Regions from separate parts of the Hordeum vulgare genome. Here region 2 is linked to region 1. The links are chromatin contacts, called in public Hi-C maps. All regions are on one chromosome and are shown on one strand. Each heading gives the region's core, a stretch centred on a gene start, on an enhancer-like site or on the middle of the called end of the contact. The rest is flanking DNA. Distances are from core to core; before and after follow the strand shown. Region 1 has its middle 300 kb from the start of LOC123408702. Region 2 holds the start of LOC123409866 (protein LOL4-like).

Region 1 (7,441 bases), core at 2,148-4,647:
TTTCTTACGGTCTTTTATGTGCCATTGCATCAACTCGGCATGCTTTTTGTTTCTGAACAGAAGTTTCAACCATGGTATTATAGGAGCATACCACATCACCTTGGCAGGAACTCTCTTCCCGGTGCGCTGGCCCTCAACATCACCAGGGTTATCTCTTCTGATCTTATACTGCAATGCACCACATACCGCGCATGCGTTCAAATCCTGATACGCACCGCGGTAGAGGATGTAGTCAAGAGGGCATGCATGTATCTTGTGCACATCCAATCCTAGAGGGAATAGAACCTTCTTTGATTCGTACGTACTGTCGGGAAATTCATTATCCTTTGGAAGCTTCTTCTTCATTATTTTCAGTATAGAACTAAATCCCTTGTCAGATACACCATTGTCTGCCTTCCATTGCAGCAATTCTAGTGTGGTACCGAGCTTTCTGTTGTCATCTTCGCAATTTGGGTACAACCCTTTTTTGTGATCCTCTAACATGCGATCGAACTTCAACTTCTCCCTTTCACTTTCGCAGTATCTCTGTGCATCAACAATGACCCGGCAAAGATCATCATCAGGCACATCGTCTGACTCCTCTTGATCTTCAGCTTCCCCATTGCACCATCACCGTATTCAGGGGGCGGGTAGTTGTCATCATCCTCGTCTTCTTCTTTGTCTTCCATCATAACTCCTCTTTCTATGTGCTTGGTCCAAACATTATAGTGTGGCATAAAACCCTTCTCAAGCAGGTGGAAGTGAAGGGTTTTAGAGTTGGAGAAAGCCTTCGTATTCCCACACACAGTACATGGACAATGCATAAAACAATTTTGCTTGTTTGCCTCAGCCGCTTTGAGAAAATTATGCAGGCCCTTAATATACTCGGAGGTGCGTCGGTCACCGTACATCCATTGTCGGTTCATCTGCGTGCGTTATATAATAAAGAGTATTAAAAACCATTACAACATATCATGAATAGAGAAGTGGCCAAATTAATAGAAATTCATCATCGCATTAAAGCCAAAGTATAGTAGTGACCAAAATAAATACATAACGTTCATAAATAGTTCTCATTATTGAACAACATATAGCTCTCTAGAGCATCTAATTAAAACATACATTGAAACTATAAAATTTAAATGCAACAACAAATGTGATCATAACTGCAACTAAGGTACCAATTGATCCAACGACATAATGATACCAAGCCTCAATATGAATAGCATATTTTCTAATCTTTCTAATCTTCAAGCACATTGCATCCATCTTGATATTGTGATCGTCGACGACATCAGCAACATTCAACTCCAATTTCATCTTCCCCTCTTCAACTCTTTGTAATTTTTCTTTCAAGTAATTGTTTTCTTTTTTAACCAAATTTAACTTCTCGACAATAATTTCTATGTCGGTTAGAATTTCCGGTTCACATACCTCCTTGATTAAAAAATCTTTGTCGCATTGGTCGGCATAATTGTCATAACCACTAAATAAAACAAATAGTTACAATACATAATATATACCACATCTGAATCATAGACAGGACAAGGACCAACGGAGGCGGATACCAAAACCATCGCACTATATAATAACAAACAATAATAAAAGTAAGAAAATTACACCAGTGTCTTTCTAAATCATACAAGTAAGAACTTTTTTCTTTTCGAAAGAAGATAAGAAGAAGAGGCTAACCACGGTGGTGCCGGCGCCGAGATGGGCGCGGGCGATCGACAGCGGTGAGGACAGGGACGGGACAGAACGGACCGTCAAACCTAGACAAATCTTGAGGAAAAAATGGAGCTTCGACAAGGAGCTTCGAGAAGAGAAAGCTTAAGTGTGGCTCGGACATTTCATCGAACACCTCATATGCATAGGAGGTGAGCTAGAGCACCACAAAGCTCTCCCACGATCGGCCAAAAAAACAGAGCAGTGTACTGCTCTGCTCGCGGGCAGGGGGTATATATAGGTCAATCATTGATCCCGGTTTGTGGCTGGAACCGAGACTAAAGGACACCATTTGGTCCCGGTTCCAGCCACAAACCGGGACCAATGGTTGTGGGCCAGGAGCGAGGCCCATTGGTCCCGGTTCGTGTCTGGAACCGTGATTAAATGAGTCAGACGAACTGGGACCAATGGCCCACGAGGCCCGGCCGACGCCCTGGCTTGGGTCCCGGTTCGTGAGTGAACCACGATTAATTGGATTTCAAACCTCGACCAAAGCCCTGATTTCTAAAAGTGTGAGTCTTCGGGCGATATTGTTTCAATGATATAATGTGCCGTTAGCTATAAAAAGTTCGTGACGATTTTTTCAATCATAAAAGTACGTCGGTTCAGTTTTTTTAGGTGTTCATAAAGTTGGTTTCTTTACGTGTATACATAGGACAAGTGTGTGTATATTGTGAACGCATGTGTTTGTCACGTGTTTTAAAAATTAACTTTACATAATGTCCCGTGGCCGGCATGCGTCCGCTTATCACAATTCGACACACGAAATGAGTGATCAGGTGCTTACTATTTAATCTAATCATCAGCGAGGTAAAGACCGACGGAATCGTGTCGACTCATGTTACGCTTTCCATTTCCACGTAACGTTCGATGGATCAATAATATTCGATCAATATCTCCTTTCAAATTATTCGATCAGTGTGGAGTATATAAAAACGAGAGGTCACGTAATGAGCAAGCTACTAGTTGTAGAAAGGAAGAAAGAGGGATCCCTTGGAGCTACTACTAGTAAATAAAACTGCGGTGGAAAGGAGAGGGGATGAGGCCTATTACGTGGCAAGGCTCGCTTTACATTCAAACCAAATATTCGCCATATCATCTTGTAGAAAGAAAGTGCAAAACGGTTATACTCCTATACGTTTGGTCGATTGGTAGCTCTATTAATTGTCCCTTTTATTCATAAAATGGAGACAGGGAATCCTTTGTGTCAGAATAAAATATCAAGTAACTGGCCGATATGCAATGAGATGTTTTACTAATCACAACCAATTAATGAGCGGACTGAACGTGAATTAACATGCTTACTCATCTCCACTGTTAAATGTTTGAGAACAAGCGGCCAACATGGTAAAATTTTGATTCGTACAGCCAACAGAGAAAAATTTGAATGCAGTCCACTTCAATTTCCTTCTAGATTGATGTAGGGAAGTGGAAAGTGCGTGTCCTTCTGCTCTTTCTAATTGAAAAATAAATAAATATGTCTGGTGTTTGAGATTGAGTATCCGTAGCATGTACACGCAGGCGCAAGTCTAATCATCTTAGCACATGGACCTATAGGTGTGTGTCGAATTCAAGGTCAGTCCATGGTTACTCACAAAGATGGACGGAACCAACAAATCGGTCAAAACTTATCCTCATATATATGGTATGGCGTACATTCAGATTATTCTTCAATGATAGAGATGGGTCGAAAGATGCATATCTAATGAACAGGAGCATCTCCATCGATAATTTTGGATGTGTTAGGTCGTGAGTTCAGAAACTTGCCTTCTTTCTTCCTTTTTTTGTGACGTATGTTGATTTTTGTGGCAGATGTGCTTTATTTAATTGTTCACACTTGCCGCCATCATCATCATGTTTTTTTTCCTCAAGAGAGACAAATCTCTCCCTAATAATAAAGCATCGAAGGTTTCTGTCGTCCGTCGTAGATATTTTGCAGAAAAGTCCCTGATGTTTGCTGAAATCAACCCGCAGTCCTGTTTTAAGTCAGAAAATGAATCTTTTTTGCATTTTTCAGAAAACCCCCTGACGTTTCAGGTAATCAACCCGCAGTCCGGATTTATGTCAGAAAACAAATCGTTTTTTGCTTTTTCAGAAAACCCCCTAACGTTTCACGTAATTAACTCGCCCTCCGTATTTAAGTCAGCAGAAAAAAATCGTTTTAACAAAAAAAAAACTTGACTTTTAAGTTAATCAATCCACATTTTATCTAAAACAAAATTATCCATATCTTTTAAACCGTAACTTCGATTTTAACATGTTATATATGAAATTTGATTAAAAAATATGTAGAATCTAAATAGGATGTTATTTTTAGCTATTGAGTACTTCTTAAATATTATTTTTGATGCAAACTTAATCTATAGTGCACAATCCTTTTTTCTCTCTTTTCGGCGACGATACGAATTGCAATAAACATCTATTAAATTAAAACCAAATTGAGAGGAAAGAAAACCATCGTTAACCACACATTCACACCTTTGGAAAACTTCGTGGAGGGAGAAACAACATATTTCTCATCTTATTCCAAGTGATTGTACATTCAAACGCGTTTTCGTTGTGTGAGCACTAAGGCCATCGTTGGCAACATAAATGTGATGCCATGTAACAATATATTACGTTCAAAGCGTATGTTATTTTCTTTTCCGTTGCAACGCACGGGCTCTTTTGCTAATCTTATTTAAGGATTTTGGAGTAACTCCCTCCTTAGGGCCTCGGGGCCTCCGTGCTGTCTCGTCCTCGTGCGGCTTGTGTTGATGGATGCCTCACGTGCTCAAAGGCATCCGATCGAGTCGGAGGTCCCATGCTACGCCCTTTTTTTCAAGGGTCAATGACGCATGGTCCGAGGGTGCGTTCGGGCCCACCTCGTTTGTCGGTCATTGCCCTCAGCCCGTGTGTGCCACTTCATGCGTTTCAGGTATCTTTTCGTCCACTTCGCTATTATGTTGCCCTGTCCGGGCCTCTTCGTGCTTGTCCGGTTATTTGGGCTTACCGGGCAGGCTTTCATCAGAGTGGTGGGGTTCTATGTGGATCCCGACTCATAAGTCAAAGTCAAAGATTGCACGTGCACAGTGATCTCAAAGATTAATGCTCACTGAACATATAGAAATTAAATAACAAGTGTCTTACATCAATTATGTATCATTTTACTCAAATATGGCATTTATGGTCAAGTCGTCATATATTTGCAACGAAAATCTTCAAGGATAGTGTGGACCCATGCCATCAGCCTTAATCCTAGAGGCATTCCGACTGGGAGGCGTCCTAACTCGCACGTACGTCGCCAAGGTACTCTTCATAATATCATGTGATTTCATGCGTGGCCAATAAAATAATCAATGAAAAGCCAATGAGTACTTTTAATGTACTCCCAAGCAACCCATGTTTGAAAAAAGGTATATAACAATGCATGATATAACACTAAGTAGGTAAATTACAGAAAACATCTTTATAAAAATGGGTGAATGCACCTATTAAATAGGGCATAATTTTAGAGGAATTTAGGAAGTTGTTTCACTCGATTTGGAGTTGTGAGGAATTTCCTATGACTTTATTAAGATGAATTAAATGGGAAAAGGAGCTACTTATTTGATCCAACAGAACCAATGCATGGTAAAAATGTTAACCATGGCTAAATAAATAGGGAAAGATTTTTAGAGTATCTAGAAATTGGAATCACTCCACTTGAAGTTGAAATGGGTGCTCTAAGAATTTTGCAAAGTGCCCCCCTAGTAGCTCAAATTTGAAATCTAATTTGAAGAGAACAGAAAAGTGTCGTGGAAAATATGAAAGTTGCACCATTAAACAAATTGAAATTTAAGAAAATCATAGGAGTTGGAATCATTGCATTTGGATTAATATTATTTTTTGGAATTTTTGCAATTTTACTCAAAAGGAAAAGGAAAAATGGTAATGTTCTCATCGGCCAAAACTCACGCAGCCGAGCCGGTCTAGAGAGGAACCGACCTAGGGACAAAGGGGTATGCGCGGTGCGCGGTTGTTTTAAACCTGGTCAATGGGCCAGGTCAGTCAGTGAGAGGGGCACATGCGAGGGAATGACAGGTTGGACCCACCTGTCATCCCTTACCTCGCGACAAAGGGAAGGGGAAGCTCCCCGGTGGTGTTGCCCGGCACGGCGGAGTGGATGGAGGGCACATGCATGGTTGGGTTTGAGCCGTCGTTCGGGCAGCGCAGGAGTTGGTCGCCGGAGATGCATGTCTTGCGAGCAACAATGATGCAGGGCGACGATGCTTTGGATCAAGCTAGATCATGTCGCCCTGTGTTGCAATCGAAGCGGAAAAGAGGGGGAATGTGTTGGAAATATGCCCTAGAGGCAATAACAAATTGATTAGTATTAGATTTCCTTGTTCGTGATAATCATTTATTATCCATGCTAGAATTGTATTGATTGGAACTCAAATACATGTGTGGATACATAGACAACACACTGTCACTAGTGAGCCTCTAGTTAACTAGCTCGTTTATCAAAGATGGTCAAGGTTTCCTCGCCATAGGCAAGTGTTGTCACTTGATAACGGGATCACATCATTAGGAGAATGATGTGATGGACAAGACCCAATCTATGAACATAGCATATGATCGTGTGAGTTTATTGCTACTGTTTTCTGCATGTCAATGAGATCATATGACCATGAGATCATGTAACTCCCGGACACCGGAGGTGCTCTACAGGTATCTCCGAAGGTGTTTGTTGGGTTGGCGTGAATCAAGACTGGGATTTGTCACTTCGTGTGACGGAGAGGTATCTCAGGGCCCACTCGGTAATACAACATCACTACAAGCCTTGCAAGCAATGTGACTAAGAATTTAGTCACGGGATCTTGTATTACGGAATGAGTAAAGAGACTTGTCGGTAACAAGATTGAACTAGGTATGGAGATACCGACGATCGAATCTCGGCAAGTAACATACCGATGGACAAAGGGAACAATATACGAGATTGATTGAATCCTTGACATCGTGGTTCGACCGATAAAGATCTTCGTAGGATATGTAGGAACCAATATGGAAATCCAGGTCCCACTATTGGTTATTGACCGTAGATGTGTCTCGGTCATGTCTGCATAGTTCTCGAACCCGCACGGTCTGCACACTTAATGTTCGGTGACCGAATGTTATTCGGAGTCCCGGATATGTACATTGGTGACCGAATGTTATTTGGAGTCCCAGATGAGATCTCGGACGTCATGAGGAGCTCCGGAATGGTCCGTAGATAAAGATTTATATATGGTAAGTCCTATTTTGGCTACCGGAAAAGTTTTGGGTTTTATCAGTATTGTATCGGGCAGCTTCTCGAAGGTTCCAGAAAGTTCGAGAGGGTTTCGGAGGAGTCAGGAAGGGTCCCTCCAGCCCCTAGGATGTGCATAGGTTGTAAGGTGGCGTCCAAGCTTTGTTGGGCGAGCCACCAAGGGCCCATGCGGTTTGGAGGGAAGAGTCCCTAAAGGGGAAGGCACCTCCTAGCACTAGTAGAAAAGAGGGCTTTGGTCCAGGTCGTGAAATCCTATTAGTCCTGGTTCACATACGAAGTGGGACCTATGGTGACATTGGTCCCGGTTCGTGAAGCCAGGGCGCCGGCCGGGCATCGTGGGACATTGGTCCCAGTTCGTCTCACCCCCTTTGTCTTTGTTCTAGTCAAGAACCGGGACTAATAGGCCGGCAACCGTTCGTATCCCATTTAGTCCTGGTTGGTGGATCAAACCAGGACTAAAGTGTGGTG
Region 2 (7,516 bases), core at 331-2,830, 550 kb before region 1:
CCTTGTCGTTCATTGTCCTGGGATTCTCCACGAGAACTGTCTGAGGCCGGGCATGGGCATCCTGCAAGTTGCACGAACAAAACAAAGCTGAGCTAGAGAATAAAGCCGGCCGGCGCCGCCATCAACCTTTGACAATAAGATTCAGACTGTTTGGCAGATGATCGATTCCAATGGACCACCAGTACGCATGTAATTTTCAGAGAATTTGATAACACGAATGGTCCAGAAAATTTGAATGCTAGTCTGTGGTACGTACGTAGCTAATCATCTATATTATTCTCAGGTACTTGCCTATCTGAGAAGTGAGAACTGATTCCATGACGAAGCCATGGAGCAACCTGAACCTACCATAGTGGTGATCTTTTCAAGAAATATTGATGAGACACGAGAGGGTGATCGTCGCACAATGCTTGGCCCCATGTAGCTTTGGACCACATAAATATCTCTCTCCGTAAACTGATTCTTTGTGCGGGAAACCGTGCCGACTACTAGCTACAACGTTGCATTCGAAAATACCACATGGCATTCTAGACATGCATAGATATAGCCTCTAAGAGAAGTTAGTTTTCAAAGATCAGATCGTCGATTACCGGAGGCATGGTAAAGATTTAGGCAAGAAGGCGGGCGCTTACCGGAGGAGCCGAGGAGCCCTGGGCTCTGACGGGGTTGACGTGATGGCACGTGGCGCACCCCACGGTGGAGGCCCCCGGCGGGTACATGAGCGTCGTCCGGCAGCCGCCGCACTTCAGGTGGGCGTACTGGCTCGCTGCCAATCCATATGCGAAGACCAATGTCAGTTCAGTTCAATGCAACAAGCAGCTTAATTTGCTAGGTGAGGAATGCAGCTCAGTTGCAGCACAGCAACATGAGTACATGACTGGTGTGAGTGCGAGTGAGTTGCAGAAATGATTAAGCAGTACCTGATCTTGTGGAGTTGAGCATGTTGCACCGGGAGCAGCGTACGTTGGCGGCGCCGCGGTTGTAGAGCACCAGGCTGAAGCAGCCGTTGCAGATGAGCTCCGACATGGTCGCTGTCTCCGTTTGGTGGTTGACCGACGAGGTGCACCTAGGCATGCCTGCAGATTACATCCGTCGTTGTTAACGTTGCAGCTCGATCGCGTCAATTTCGTTACCAATTAAGATAAGAATGCGAAACACACGCTCACACGCGCGCACACACGAACGCATCGATTCTACCTAACCTACATAGTACTATTACTATATATACTCTATGTAGCCATGTAAATATGCAATGCATGCTCAATCAGTGCAACTATGCATACATGCATGCATGCATCAAGAAAAGAGCCGCAAAAGGCTAGATAAATTGCAGAGAGAAGTATATTGTTTTTCATGGTAGCTAGCTACACCTACATGCATGCCTGCATCATATCGATCTAGGAGGATTGACAGCATTGAGACATACCAAGCAAAGAACCCAACAAGCGGCTTGCACTGATCTCCGAAGGGCGCGAGAGAGGCGCGTCGGAGAGAGGGAGAGGTGGAAGAAGTACGTAGGAAGGAGATGAGAGAGAGAGAGAGAGAGAGAGAGAGAGAGCTGAGCGAACTCCACGGTGGCAAGAAACGTCTCCGGGGCGTGCAATTTATGGGCGAGGGATGGCGGGGTGATGGATTTGCTGGCTAGGATATATTCGCGGAATCCGAGAAACCGCCGGGCCGGGTCGGCGACGATGGTGGAAGGGATGGATGCCTTTCGGATATGGCCGAATTGCTGTCTCTGCCCCTCCTTCAATTCCATCCTTCGAGAGAGGGAGAGATTGCTTTGGTTCGTTTCTCTCCCTATCTCGTCGAATCTTTCCTTTCTCACTCCTACGCGACGCGCCAATAATTCATTCGTGCATTCCTCCCTCCCTCCCGCCGGCGTCTAGCTCTACCTTGTTTTCCTTTCTTTCCGTTTCCTTTAGCTTATATTATCATTAATCAGTTTGATTCGATGCTCCATGCTCCATCCAGGTCTTCAATCGATTCCGCTGCGTTTGAGTTCCGCTTCGACGCGCCTACGAAACAGTTATAATTTTTTATGTGTCTAGGACACATCTAAACGTTAGTTATTACACATCTAAATGACTAAATAAAACATAAAAAATATTCACACGAATCTTCATCTAAGATTAATGATATAGGACCGAGATGTACAATACTTATGTCATCTCTAGATATGATTTACCAAAATCTTCTTTTGTACTTAAGATTTGTTCTAGATGTCAAATATGATTTTTTTTTGACACAGTACACACGCAAGCGTTGATATACACGCGCATACACTTACCCTTATATACACACACATGGACACCTTATCCCTATGAGCACCTCCGAAAGAATGAGCCGGCATATCATCTTGAAATTTACGAAGTCACCGTAGGCGCCGGAAACGTCTCCTCCCACTAAAAGCTTATCGCTGAAAATCCTGAAATAAATGTAGAACTAATGCAAGCACCAAGATTTGAACCCTGGTGGGCTAGAGATACCACTCTCCCTCTAACCATCAACCATATGTTTGTTTGCATGTAAAATTGGACACTTGGTGATTTAAATTTGCATCATTTCTGCCTCTCGAGTAAATCTCCTGTAAAACCTGAGGAGTCACGTGCGCATCCAAACTGTCGAGCGAATCATTTCCGTGACGCGTCTGACCACATCCCCCTCCTACCGCCGTCGTCGTCCCATGGACGCCTCCTCTGATCCCGCGGCCGCCAACACCGCTTGGGCGATGGCTGCGTCCATGTCTGCCGCTAGTCTCGCCGTCGTCGCCACGATGCATCACCCAAATTGCGTGCCGGATTTGCAGCCCCTCATCTTGTTGTAGCTATCCGTCTGGAAGCTAGGAAGGAAGATGGTAGCCATGAGCAAACAACGAGGTGACGGCTCAAAGCGGCCGTTGCGGCTTTGTCCCGAGAGAAGAAGGCGAAGATGGTTGCGGCGGATTTGTCACCGGTGTCGCCGACGCCAGTAGCGGAGCTACACCCCAGGCCGGGGGGGCAACTCATGGCGTGGGTATCCTTCGTTGACTATAGTGCTTTTGGCACCGTTGGACACTCTATATCACTATAGCAACCAAGCAAGCCTGGGATCTAGTGCTAGCCTGGTCTTCAATCGAGTCCGTTGTGTTTGAGTTCCGCTTGGACGCGCCTACGATACAATTATATATTTTGTGTGTGTACAAGACACATCTAAACGTGAAATAGTTATTGCATATCTAAATAATTAAATGAAGCATAAAAACATATATTCACGCGAATCTTCATGTAAGATTAATGATATAGGATTTAGATCTGCAATACTTATGTCACTTCTAGATATGATTTAGCAAAACCATTTTTACTTGGGATTTGCTCTAGATGTAAAATATGACTTTTTTTGACACAGTACATATGCAAGCGTTTATAAACACGCGCATACACTCACCCCTATGTACATACACACGCACACCCTACCCCTATAAGCGCCTCCGAGAGAGTGAGCTGACATATCATCTTGAGATTTACGAAGTCACCGTAGACGCTAGAAACGTCTCCTCCCACTGAAAACTTATCACCGAAAATACTGAAATAAATACAGGAATAATGCAAGCACGAAGAGTTGAACCCTAGTGGGCTAGGGATACCACTGTCCCACTAACCGTCCAACTAGATGTTTGTTTGCATGTAAAATAGGACACTTGGTGATGTAAATTTGCATCATTTCTGCCTCTCGAGTAAATCTCCTGTAAAACCTAAGGAGTGATGTGCGCATCCGAACTGTCGGCGGGACATTCCCATGCCGCGTCTGACCACATCCCCCCTCCTACCGTCGTCGTCGTCCCATGGACGCCTCCTCCGACCCCGTGGCTGCCAACACCAGGGTGATCGATGGCCGCCTCCGCGTCTGCCGCTAGTCCCATCGCCATCGCCACAATGAATCACCCAAATTGCTTGTCGGATTTGCAGCCCCTCATCCTGTTGTAGCTACCCGACTGGAAGCTTGGAGGGAAGATGGTAGCCATGAGCAAACAACAAGGTGACGGATCATGCGGCCGTCGCGACTTCGTCCCGAGAGAAGAAGGCAAAGGCTGCCGAGGTGGATTCATCACCGGTGTCGCTGGCAGACAGTGTGGGAGCTACACCCCTGGCCTGAGAGGTTGGGCCCGGTTCATGGCCTGGGTATCCTTTGTTGACTGTAGTGCTTTTGGCACCGTTGGATATTGTATATCACAACAGCAATCAGGCAGGCCCGGGGCCTAGTGCCAGCCTGGCCCCGCCCTGCCGACAACTGCTCATTCGTGTGCACTATCTTTCTCGTCGGTATTGCCCGAGACAACAAAATTGTTGCGGAGCAATTGCCGTGAGGCTGATACATTTTACATCACCTATTGAAGCACTTCCTATTTTACATCATCTATTGGCGTTGAAGATTATTAATGATGTAAAAATGCACTTTCAAGTGGTGTGTGTTTTATTTAAATTATAATTTGACGATGTAAAGTACATCATCTATTGAAGATGCTCTAAACTAACTTTCCAGTTGAATCTGTTATTGTTACTCCTTCTGTTGTTAGTTAGTAGTTAGCACTCGCATAGGTGGTTTTCAGTTGTGTTGTACGTGCATCTTGCACCCATGAAAAAGACATGTTTGGAAGAATTTTTGCATCTCTAGGCATGGTGCAGGAGTCACAACACCACGAGCGAATCACATGACACTTGTGGTAAGCAATTCAAACTTAATAAAAACACACACGACATGATGGCGCACGCCACAGGTAGGATTAACATCCGCATTGCATTGACGACAAGTATGACACACACACCCTCCCAATTTGCGAGCAATATATAAAGGTCTCCTTATCCCTGGCTCACTCAGGCGGCGAAAAGAAGCGTGGAGAAGGGAAGGAAGACGCTGCTGAGGTTGTGGTTTATTGTCGCCCAAGTCATCCAAGGCGAGCGACATGGAGTCGCGAAGCATTTTTTTTCCTTGGTTGACTAATTTTCATAAAAGTTTTTTCTCTTATCAAAGTATATATGCGTCCAACTCTGGGCCTCTGGCTTGTAATGTAGCTTGAACCTAGTTTCCCTTGAAGAGAAGTATGAGCAACTCTCTTGCGCGTTTTGAAAATTTATGTGTTCTCTGATCTAGTGACCTTACCACCGGCCTCTCTAGATGGTTTCATGTCGATGCTAATTAGATCTGTATGTGCACAACCCCTCTCAAAAACAAAGGTGCCATTTCGGACGAGTGAATCATGATTGACCTATCTAAATTATTATCCATCAGAATCTAGGAAAAGAGAGAAAATATGTGTACAATAATGGCAGCATTAGTAAAGCATGTAACAAACACACGCTTGTTTGAGATTCTAGATGTAGATGGAGGGTGATGGGCAGCAGGCAGGAGGGAAGATGCATATATACTGCACCAAAAATCTGTGACCACGTAACCGTCTGCAGGCCAATCGCCTAGTGCCCTTTTGGCTTTCAAAGTCGGTAATGACACGTCAGCGTTTGCTGGTCATGTCAAATCAGCTAGCACGATGTCAAAGTCCACGTGGATGGCTGGTATTGCATCCAAGGGCCATGCTGCACGACCAGAGGCATCCCCATCCGCCACCAATCATGCGCTGATGCATCTTGCAAAAAGCATAAGCTCCAAGTCAAAATTGAATAGGACATCGTGGTTCACAAGGACCATTTCCATCTTTTTCCTCGGCACTCTCGCGTTTTCTCGGGTTTTATAGATTTTTCAAGTCGATTTTGATAGGAGTATGGAAAGTTGTCTGTCTGGCGAACAGTAAAAGAAACTTTTTTCTGTCTGATCTTACGTTTTTCATCAAATGTTGCTTCGGTGAGCAGGGACGGATCGGGGGGGGGGGGGGGGGGGGGGGGGGCGAGGGGGGTCTAGCCCCCCTAATGATTTGATTTTTCTTTAACTGAAGTAGCTACTTCAGCCAAAATTTCATATTTCATGAAAGCTTTGCCTCCTTGATTAGCAAACTCGCCCCCTCCATACATCCATCCTAGCTCCGTCCCTGTCGGTGAGGGTCTATTTTTAAAATGTTGGTAGTAGGTCTATTAAATTCATTGATCAGAAAGAGATAACAACATGATCTACAAGCGTAACATCAAAAAAAAGTGGACCAGTTAGAAAAAAACAAAAACAGAAAAACGACGCCCTAGCAGCGACTCAGCCCGGATCAAAATGTGTACCCGCTCCTGCTAGGTTCCAAAGGTGGATCTCGCCCCTCATAGCGGTGAGCGGATGTAACAAAGTTTATGTGGGCAGTCAATTTCCTTTGACACATCCATTGATGTTACGATCCGGGCGCGTCCGCTGTCATTGATCAAACATGGTCTATATTTTTTTTTGAAACAAGACAAAAGACTTGCGATGTTTATTAATTAAGAAAAAGATTTAGACAAGAGCCGTAAAGCGGCAAAAATAAAAGATTACTGTCGCAACATAAGTGCACTTAGATGTTTAGCTCCCGCCAACGCCCACAGGCGGGCCGTTGAAGCCGTGGGCGCGTCCGTTGTCATTGATCAAACATCGTCTATATTTTTTTTGAAACAAGACAAAAGACTTGCGATGTTTATTTATTAAGAAGAAGATTTTGACAAAAGCCGTAAAGCGGCAAAAATAGAAGATTATTGTCGCGACATAAGTGCACTTAGATGTTTAGCTCCCGCCAGCGCCCAGAGCGGGCCGTTGAAGCCGTGTTGCGAAAGACTCTCGCGTTGCTCTCCTTCCAAATTTCCCACATGACAAGCATCAGAATCGAGACTAAAGCTTCTTGAGATGTCCTCCCGTGTTAAGCGTCTTCATCCACCAATCATGGACCGTGTCTTCATGTCGCCAAGCCAATGGTGAGTGGTCGCCTATATCGTTCGCTCCACAACCACGATTGTCTATTTTTGGCACCCAATTTCATACTAGCCATGCAACGTACATAGATCCATAGAACAAAGGTAAAACATACCAAATCCCGCATCGGACATAGATTCAGTTCACCAAAAGGGCCGACTAAACTCATGTAGCCCACGATGCGATGGGCGACAAGAATTTGCTCTGCCGCTAGATGAGCGGCTCTGTCCGCCGCCTCAGACTTCTTTGGAGGAGCTTCTCTGACTCCTCCAAGGCTCGGCGGAGCGCCACAATGTTCTTGTGACAACGAGGGTGGGGGTCCGTGTAGGACGACGAATTGCAAGACGGATCACCTGATCTTCGTCGAGGGCGGGCGGCAGTGCCTCTGGCACAAATCTAGAGGAGCCAGAGGCTTGTGCCGCCACTTGCAATGCCAAACGATAAGCGCGACCCTAGGTCTTTGGCTATCGTTGCCCTATGTGCAGGTTAGGAGGTGTTGGCACCAGCACCCACTAGCTCCCAGGAGGGGCAACTAATGCTGGTGCCTGGCTCCGCTATCCGTTGTGAAGCCTATTCCAAGACGACAAGGAGCGTGTTGTCCGCGGCTGGGCGACGAACCAGGAGCTACCCACTCATGAGGGCCCCGTTGCCGATGAGGAGGAGC

The links. A called contact is a pair of places that touch in the nucleus more often than the background predicts.
Region 2: a Hi-C map of leaf shows a contact between it and region 1, with 2.3 times the contacts expected there. The contact joins the promoter of LOC123409866 here to the enhancer-like site in region 1. A contact is called at or near these places in 2 of 6 Hi-C or Micro-C datasets (leaf and seedling).

What each region holds. Positions count from the first base shown.
Region 1 is chr7H:408,897,682-408,905,122 of MorexV3_pseudomolecules_assembly, reverse strand. No RefSeq gene overlaps it. Among protein-coding and RNA genes, the nearest start is that of LOC123408702, 300 kb to the right of the region's middle. Within about 2 kb of position 3,397, at least 1 of the 3 cell types and tissues checked has open chromatin away from gene starts, as enhancers often do. A contact at or near this core is called in leaf, where this site is marked.
Region 2 is chr7H:409,448,826-409,456,341 of MorexV3_pseudomolecules_assembly, reverse strand. LOC123409866 (protein LOL4-like) reads right to left here and starts at 1,580. Exons shown (of 5, transcript XM_045102735.1): 1 at 1,427-1,580; 2 at 921-1,076; 3 at 633-766; 4 at 1-61. The coding sequence starts at 1,074.